Regions from separate parts of the Ovis aries genome. Here region 1 is linked to region 2. A link is a contact called in public Hi-C data. All regions are on one chromosome and are shown on one strand. Each heading gives the region's core, a stretch centred on a gene start, on an enhancer-like site or on the middle of the called end of the contact. The rest is flanking DNA. Distances are from core to core; before and after follow the strand shown.

Region 1 (3,163 bases), core at 500-2,999, 220 kb after region 2:
AAGACTGCCATAGCAGGCATGTCGATGCCAGGGAGGGAAGGGCTTGTTCTGGTGCACAGGGGTGTGAGTGTGTGTGTATAGGGAGGGGGTGATGCAGGGAAGGTGTGTGTGGGGGGGGAGGGGGTAATGCAGGGAAGGTGTGTGTGTGTGTGTCTGAGTGTAGGGAGGGGATGATTCATGGAAGGTGTGTGGGGGGGAAGGGGGTGATGCAGGGAGGGTGTGTATGTGTGTGTGTATAGGGAGGGGGTGATGCAGGGAAGGTGTGTGTGTGTGTGTGTGTGCGCGCGCGCGCGTAGAGGGTCACCTGGGCTGAGCCTGTGTGGTTGCAGGGGTTTCAGAGGGAGCTGCTGTAGGTGGAGAAGGGCAGGAGGACTCTCTTCCAATCCTAACACCCCGAAACTTGGGTCCTTCCTTTATGAGCCAGAGGCCCCTGTGAAGCTGTTGGGGCCGGGGCAGGGGAGGTCCCTGCATCCAGAAAAGGCAGCGCCTTGGTCCAAGATGCAGGAAACCTGGGTTCCCACCCTCCACTGCACTCCAAGCAGGCAAAACGGGAAAGGCAGTCCTCCGCTGGGGGAGTGGAGACAGCCCAGGCCTCTCCCTCTGGGCACGCTGGCCCTTGGACAGGGACTCTCCCTTGGGACTCCTCTCCCTGGGAGGCCCTGGAGGACCTGTAGCCCACCCCTTAGAGAGAGCCAAAGGCCTGCCCTGGGTCACTCAGAGAGGAGGAGCAGAGCAGAGACTGGCTTCCAGCCTGGGGTCTCCAGCTTCCACAGTCTACCATGTGTAAGGGCCTTATTCAGCATGGGCAGGTAGCCCCGCCCAGAACCCCACACTCTCCTCAGTTAAACTGGGAGCCCAGTGTCCCCGTGCTGGAGCAGGGCCCCTCCTGCGGGGGCCTCTTCTCTGACAGTGCTTGCAGCCTGTACCTGCTCACCTGCCAGACTCAGGACGAGGCGAGGGCCGCCTTCAGAGAAGCCTGTTCGCAGGGGCTTGGTTATGGTGTCTTCTGATGCCCAGGGCAGGGCCCGTGTCTCCTCCACCAGATCCAAGACTTATGGTCTCAGTTCTCCAGCCCTTGGGCACTGAATCTCACCCAGGGGAGCCCAGGGCTGGCTAGGACCACTCACACACCCCCTACTGCAGGCCAGGCCCCTCTGTAGACCGGGGTGCCGGCCTGGGTCAGGTCTGGCTGGGGTAGCTCTCCCAGCACCCTCTCCCTGGAAGCTTCTGTGGTCGTGTCTTATTTCTTCCTGTGTCGCCCTAGACCCCAGCATAGAGTGGTGTGTTGTGATATTGAAAGAGGTGACTTGGGATGTCATTTGAGAGGCTCTAGGAAGAGATTCCAGGCCCTCCACTCCACCATGCCCCTGACTCCCAGGAGTCACAGTCTGGAATTCCACCGAGAGAGGCACATGCCTTGACATTCTCTTTATGAGAGTAAATCAGAGGATTGGTTTATTCTGCTCTTGGGCCCAGAGGCCTCAGGAACTTCTGAGAGCCAGACTGAAGATATGGGTGGGGAGAGGTCTGCTAGCCTGTTCTTCAGCCTCTGGAAGAGAAAAGCTGAGATCCCAGGGAGGGGTGGACCTCTGGAGACAGGCTTGGGCTGCAGGGGCCCTTGGGGCTGGCGGGAACAGCAGGGCCTGTCTGGGAGGGAGCCTCTGACAGACGCTTTATCAGGCTCTGTCGCCGGCGTTATCTGTGGCTTCTCAGCAGAGAAAGAGCCACGGTCCTCAGCCACCCTCAGACCACTCCAGGGCTGGAACAAAGCAGCCAAGTCAGCTGGCGGCCCCATGGCTCCACTGTTAGACCGTGGACTGTACAGCCCTGGGGCCCACGTGGGGTATTCAGGGGGGTGGCTGGCCTGGCCTGGCGACGGCCCGTCTGCTGGGACTCCTCCGCCAAGTCCCCACTGCCGCAGGGACCACCTCCCTGGAGCCTGTGTGCAGAATGGGGATGGGGCACCAGGTCACCCCAGCCCCTGCATGGCTCAGCTGAAAATGTCAGCCACAAAGGACAGGACACAGGGCGGCCTGTCCAGGAACAAGGGCCAAGTGTTGGTGTGGGATGATGGCCGGGGCTGAGCTGGTCAAATGTTTACTTGGAATGGTTCCAAGTGGGCACCCTCCAGCCATGGGGGCAGCTGGCGTCTGGCATTGGGCCCTCCTCTACCCACCACCATGGGGCAAGACAAGAGTTCAGATCCATCCCAGATGGGCTCGAATCCAAAAGCGCTCAGAGGGGGCTGCCAGAATAGGCCTTGGCATCGTCACTTCCTCCTGGTCCCTACCCATTTTGGGGGAGCGAAATTGCTGGGAGGCCAGTTTCAATTGCTTTCCTTCTGGAAGCACCTGTTTCTCTGGCTTCCTGCAGGGCTGCCATGTATGGTTGGGCAGGCTGTGCACTGCAAAAGGACACCTTGCCACTGAAGTAAATGGACCTGAAACCTTGCAACTGGGCATGAGCTGCATCAGCCCAGAGGGTGCTTTGCTGCAACTGTCTGCTAGGAGGGGGCACCTTTGTGTGCTGAGCGTTGGAGACGTTAAGATGACAACGTGCTTCTCTTGGTAGGACTAGCTGTCAGTCTGTTACAGATAGGGTTGCCTGATATAATACGGGATGCCCAGTTGGATTTGAATTTCAGATAACAACAAATACTTTTTAAAAATGTATAATTGTGTCCTGTGCAGTTTTACGATGTGTGAGTGTCACGGGTGAATGCTGTCTGCATGCCTGCATGTACTGGGCCCTGTGGTCAGTTGCGCCTGACTCTTTGTAACCCCATGGACTGACTGTAGCCCACCAGGCTTCTCTGTCCATGGAATTTCCCAGGCAAGAATAATAGAGCGGGCTGCCATTTCCTCTTCCAGAGGGTCTTCCCAACCCAGGGATCCAACCTACGTCTCCTGCATCGGCAGGCAGATTCTTCACCACGGTGCCACCTAGGATCCTCTCTGAAGTCTGGTTAAATCAGACCTTCCCTCCAATCTCCCTCGGCACATAGGGCCCTCAGGGTCATGAAGGAGACTGTGGGAGGCTGAAGAGAGGCCAGTGTGGCTGGAGAGGAGCCGGAGAGGCAGCAGCTGGGAGATGGAGTGTGGACTCTGAGTGAGATGGGGCCACAGGAGGGTTTGAGCAGGGACCTCACGTTGTAACAGGCTCC
Region 2 (2,939 bases), core at 335-2,834:
ATGGGCTTAAGGAATCTGTGTACAAAATGATATGAGGGGATAAAGAGAATACAGGAAGTCCCCTGCATAGAACAAGTTCTATTCTGAGAGCGTGTTCATAAGTCCAATTTTAAGTCCAGCAAAATTAGCCTAGGTATCCAACTAGCACAGTCGGATATATATTATATAGTATTGTAATAGGTTTATAATGCTTTTTACACAGATAATATGTACATAAAAACAAACATAAAAAATAAAAGTTTTGATATGACAGTACAGTACCTTGAAAAATACAGTAGTACAGTCAACGGCTGACATACGGGGGATGGCATACACGCTTGCATCTTTGAAAGTTTGCAACTTGAGGGTTCATAGGTAGGGAATATATATATACATTCTTAGAGGGTTCAAGGTTTCCATTAAGTATCACAAAAAAAGGCTGGTACCCACTCATAGTTAGAAACTCTGCTCTGGGTACCGGAGTCCCAGGACAGGGTGCTAACTCCTGGACCAGGGCTGGTCCCTGTGGCATCCTCTAGACAGGGCAGGCAAGGTGAATTTCTCTGAGCACCCTGAGAAAAAGCCAGTGGAACCCCCCACTCTCTTCCCCGAAAGTGGAAGCTTGCATAAGATGCATCCTGTTCCTGTTGCTTTGCCCAGCCCGCCCCTGCCCATGGGGTGTCCAGACCCTGATCTGGAGGAAGGAGAAAGCCCAGTCCAGATGCTTACTTGCCCAGCATCTTCACCTTCTTTGTCCTCAGTTCCTCACTCATAGAATGGGGATATGAGTATCTGCTTGGTAAGGTGGTTCCAAGAATCAAAGGAGAGGATTCTCACGGGCTAGCACTGGGGAAACTTTTGGGCCATTCTCAACTGATGCTTCTTTTCTTCCAGGGAAAAGGCCCTGTGGCCTGCACAGCACGCATATGGGCAGAACGGTTTTTCCTAACTAGGCCTTCTAGGTGGCAGCAGGGCAGCGTGCGTCTGCTCCTCAAATGTAACAGGTGGGTATTGGGATTAAACGAGAGTGTCAGCTCCACCTGAGTAGGAGTTTGGTTTGTTTCGTCCACTGCTGTCTCCTCAGGGTCTCGAACATTATCTGGCAAATAGTAAGTATTCAGTAAGTATTTGTTGAGGGACAGATGGGGCCATGGGAGAGGGGCAGCCAGGCATGATCCAGAAAAGCATGGGGAGAGGCTGTATGTAACATTTTCTCAGTCAAAGGCCCAGTTTCAGCTCTGCCACCCACTTCCTGGGTGACCCTGGGCAAACCCCTTCTCCTCTATGGACCTGTTTTCCTCTCTATGGAATGAAGGGATCGGCCCAGGGAGTCTCCAGGCTCTGTCTGGCTCTGAAGCCCTGTGCATTGGTGGAAAGCATAACCTGCTGTGTCTTGAAGGCAGGGTCCGATAGAGGGCAGAGGGACCTCAAGGAGCTGCTCTGCCCTGGGGTCATGACAAGGGGGTACTCATCCTATGGTGAAATCGGATCTAGGCCTCGGCAGCTGGGGGCCACGGGCAGCTTTCCACTGCCACCCACAGGAGCAAGTGTTTCCACTCCTGTCCCCAGCCCTTCCTGCTGCAGGACGCTTCCTCTGCTCAGCAAAAGGAGGAGCTACAGGCACTCCTTCTTTCTCAGTTTGTGGCTATAAGTCAAGACTCCCTGCTGCCCTGCTGGGAGCTCTGGATCTGCCTCTGGCTGGGACCCTCCTCCACCCCTTGAGCCCTTCACAGCCTCTGGACCCTGGGAAGACACGGGGTGGACACCATGGAGCTTTTACATAGCCCTCTGCTATCATAAGCCGTTAAACACGAAATCTGCTGCCACTTCCCCTTTGTCTTCTCCCCTGACTTTCTTCTGGGAGTGAGCTAATTGTTACTTTTAGCTATAGCCTGATACAAAGACATATCTAGGCAGAGGTCCCTGGTTCAGTGGATAAGACTCAGCCCTTCCACTGCAAGGGGACTGGGGTTGATCCCCTGGCCAGGGAACTAAGATGCCATGTGTTGCATATGTGAGTGCGGCAAAAAAAAAAAAAAAAAAAAAAACAAAAAAAAAACCCACCAAAAAACAGACACGTCTGTGGAATATAATTAGTGTTTTATTGTCTAATTTAAACAATGAATTTTATCAGCAACAGAGCACATATTTTGTTGCACTGGTGGCCAGTGGACTATTAAGATGAGATTCCTTGTGTCCTTGTGAGAAGTTCCAGTGTGTTGTCCCCCCTAGCCCCAGAACTGTGCTGCCTCTAGCAACCCCTGAATTCATAGAAAGCACAACCCAATTGCATTGAAAATTGCTTATAACCAAAGAAGTAGGTGCTTTGGGGTGAACATCGCAGAATTATACGAGATTTTTTTTTTTAAGTGAAATCTGTCCTCTTCCCCCTTACTGTCTAACACTAGCAGCTGAGAGTATCATTCCAGGCATTTCTGTGCATACGTCAACTATGCACATAAACATATGTAGAATTTTTTTGCACAAATAAAATCATAATCTGTGTACTGTTCTGCAACACGCAGACCCTTCCAAGCAGGAGCATGTGAGACTTTGTCATTGTTTGCACGACCACATTAATGGACATCTGGGCCCTTTCCAGTTTTCCATTATTGCAAGCAGTGCTGATATGACACTTTGTACCTAATCTTTGTGCAGGTGTATGAATTTATCTGTAAGGTACCTTTCTAGAAGTGGAATTTACTGAGTAAAGAATATACAAAGTGAAATTTTTGTACATTTACACGTTCACAAATGTAATGTGTGTGTAATTGCTTGTTTCCCCACAATATGGGTAGGACCTCTTTCCAATCTTTATTTATCTGATTGTTGAGAGTTGTATCCTAGTGTTTAAAATTTGCTTTTTTTTTCAACTGTAAGTGAATTTGGACATGTCCTCTAATATTTATGGGTCTTTTATACTTTTCCTGATATCCATTGCCCACTTTTAAGTTGTCTGT

Evidence for each region. Hi-C and Micro-C count contacts between places; a contact is called where the count stands out from the background.
Region 1: a Hi-C map of liver shows a contact between it and region 2, with 5 times the contacts expected there. The contact joins two enhancer-like sites. A contact is called at or near these places in 14 of 16 Hi-C or Micro-C datasets (blood, hypothalamus, liver and 7 more).

Annotation. Positions count from the first base shown.
Region 1 is chr7:13,648,797-13,651,959 of ARS-UI_Ramb_v3.0, forward strand. No RefSeq gene overlaps it. Among named protein-coding and RNA genes, the nearest start is that of TRNAS-GGA, 18 kb to the right of the region's middle. Within about 2 kb of position 1,750, at least 7 of the 54 cell types and tissues checked have an H3K27ac peak or open chromatin away from gene starts, as enhancers often do. A contact at or near this core is called in liver, where this site is marked.
Region 2 is chr7:13,427,632-13,430,570 of ARS-UI_Ramb_v3.0, forward strand. No RefSeq gene overlaps it. Among named protein-coding and RNA genes, the nearest start is that of LCTL, 39 kb to the left of the region's middle. Within about 2 kb of position 1,585, at least 3 of the 54 cell types and tissues checked have an H3K27ac peak or open chromatin away from gene starts, as enhancers often do. A contact at or near this core is called in liver, where this site is marked.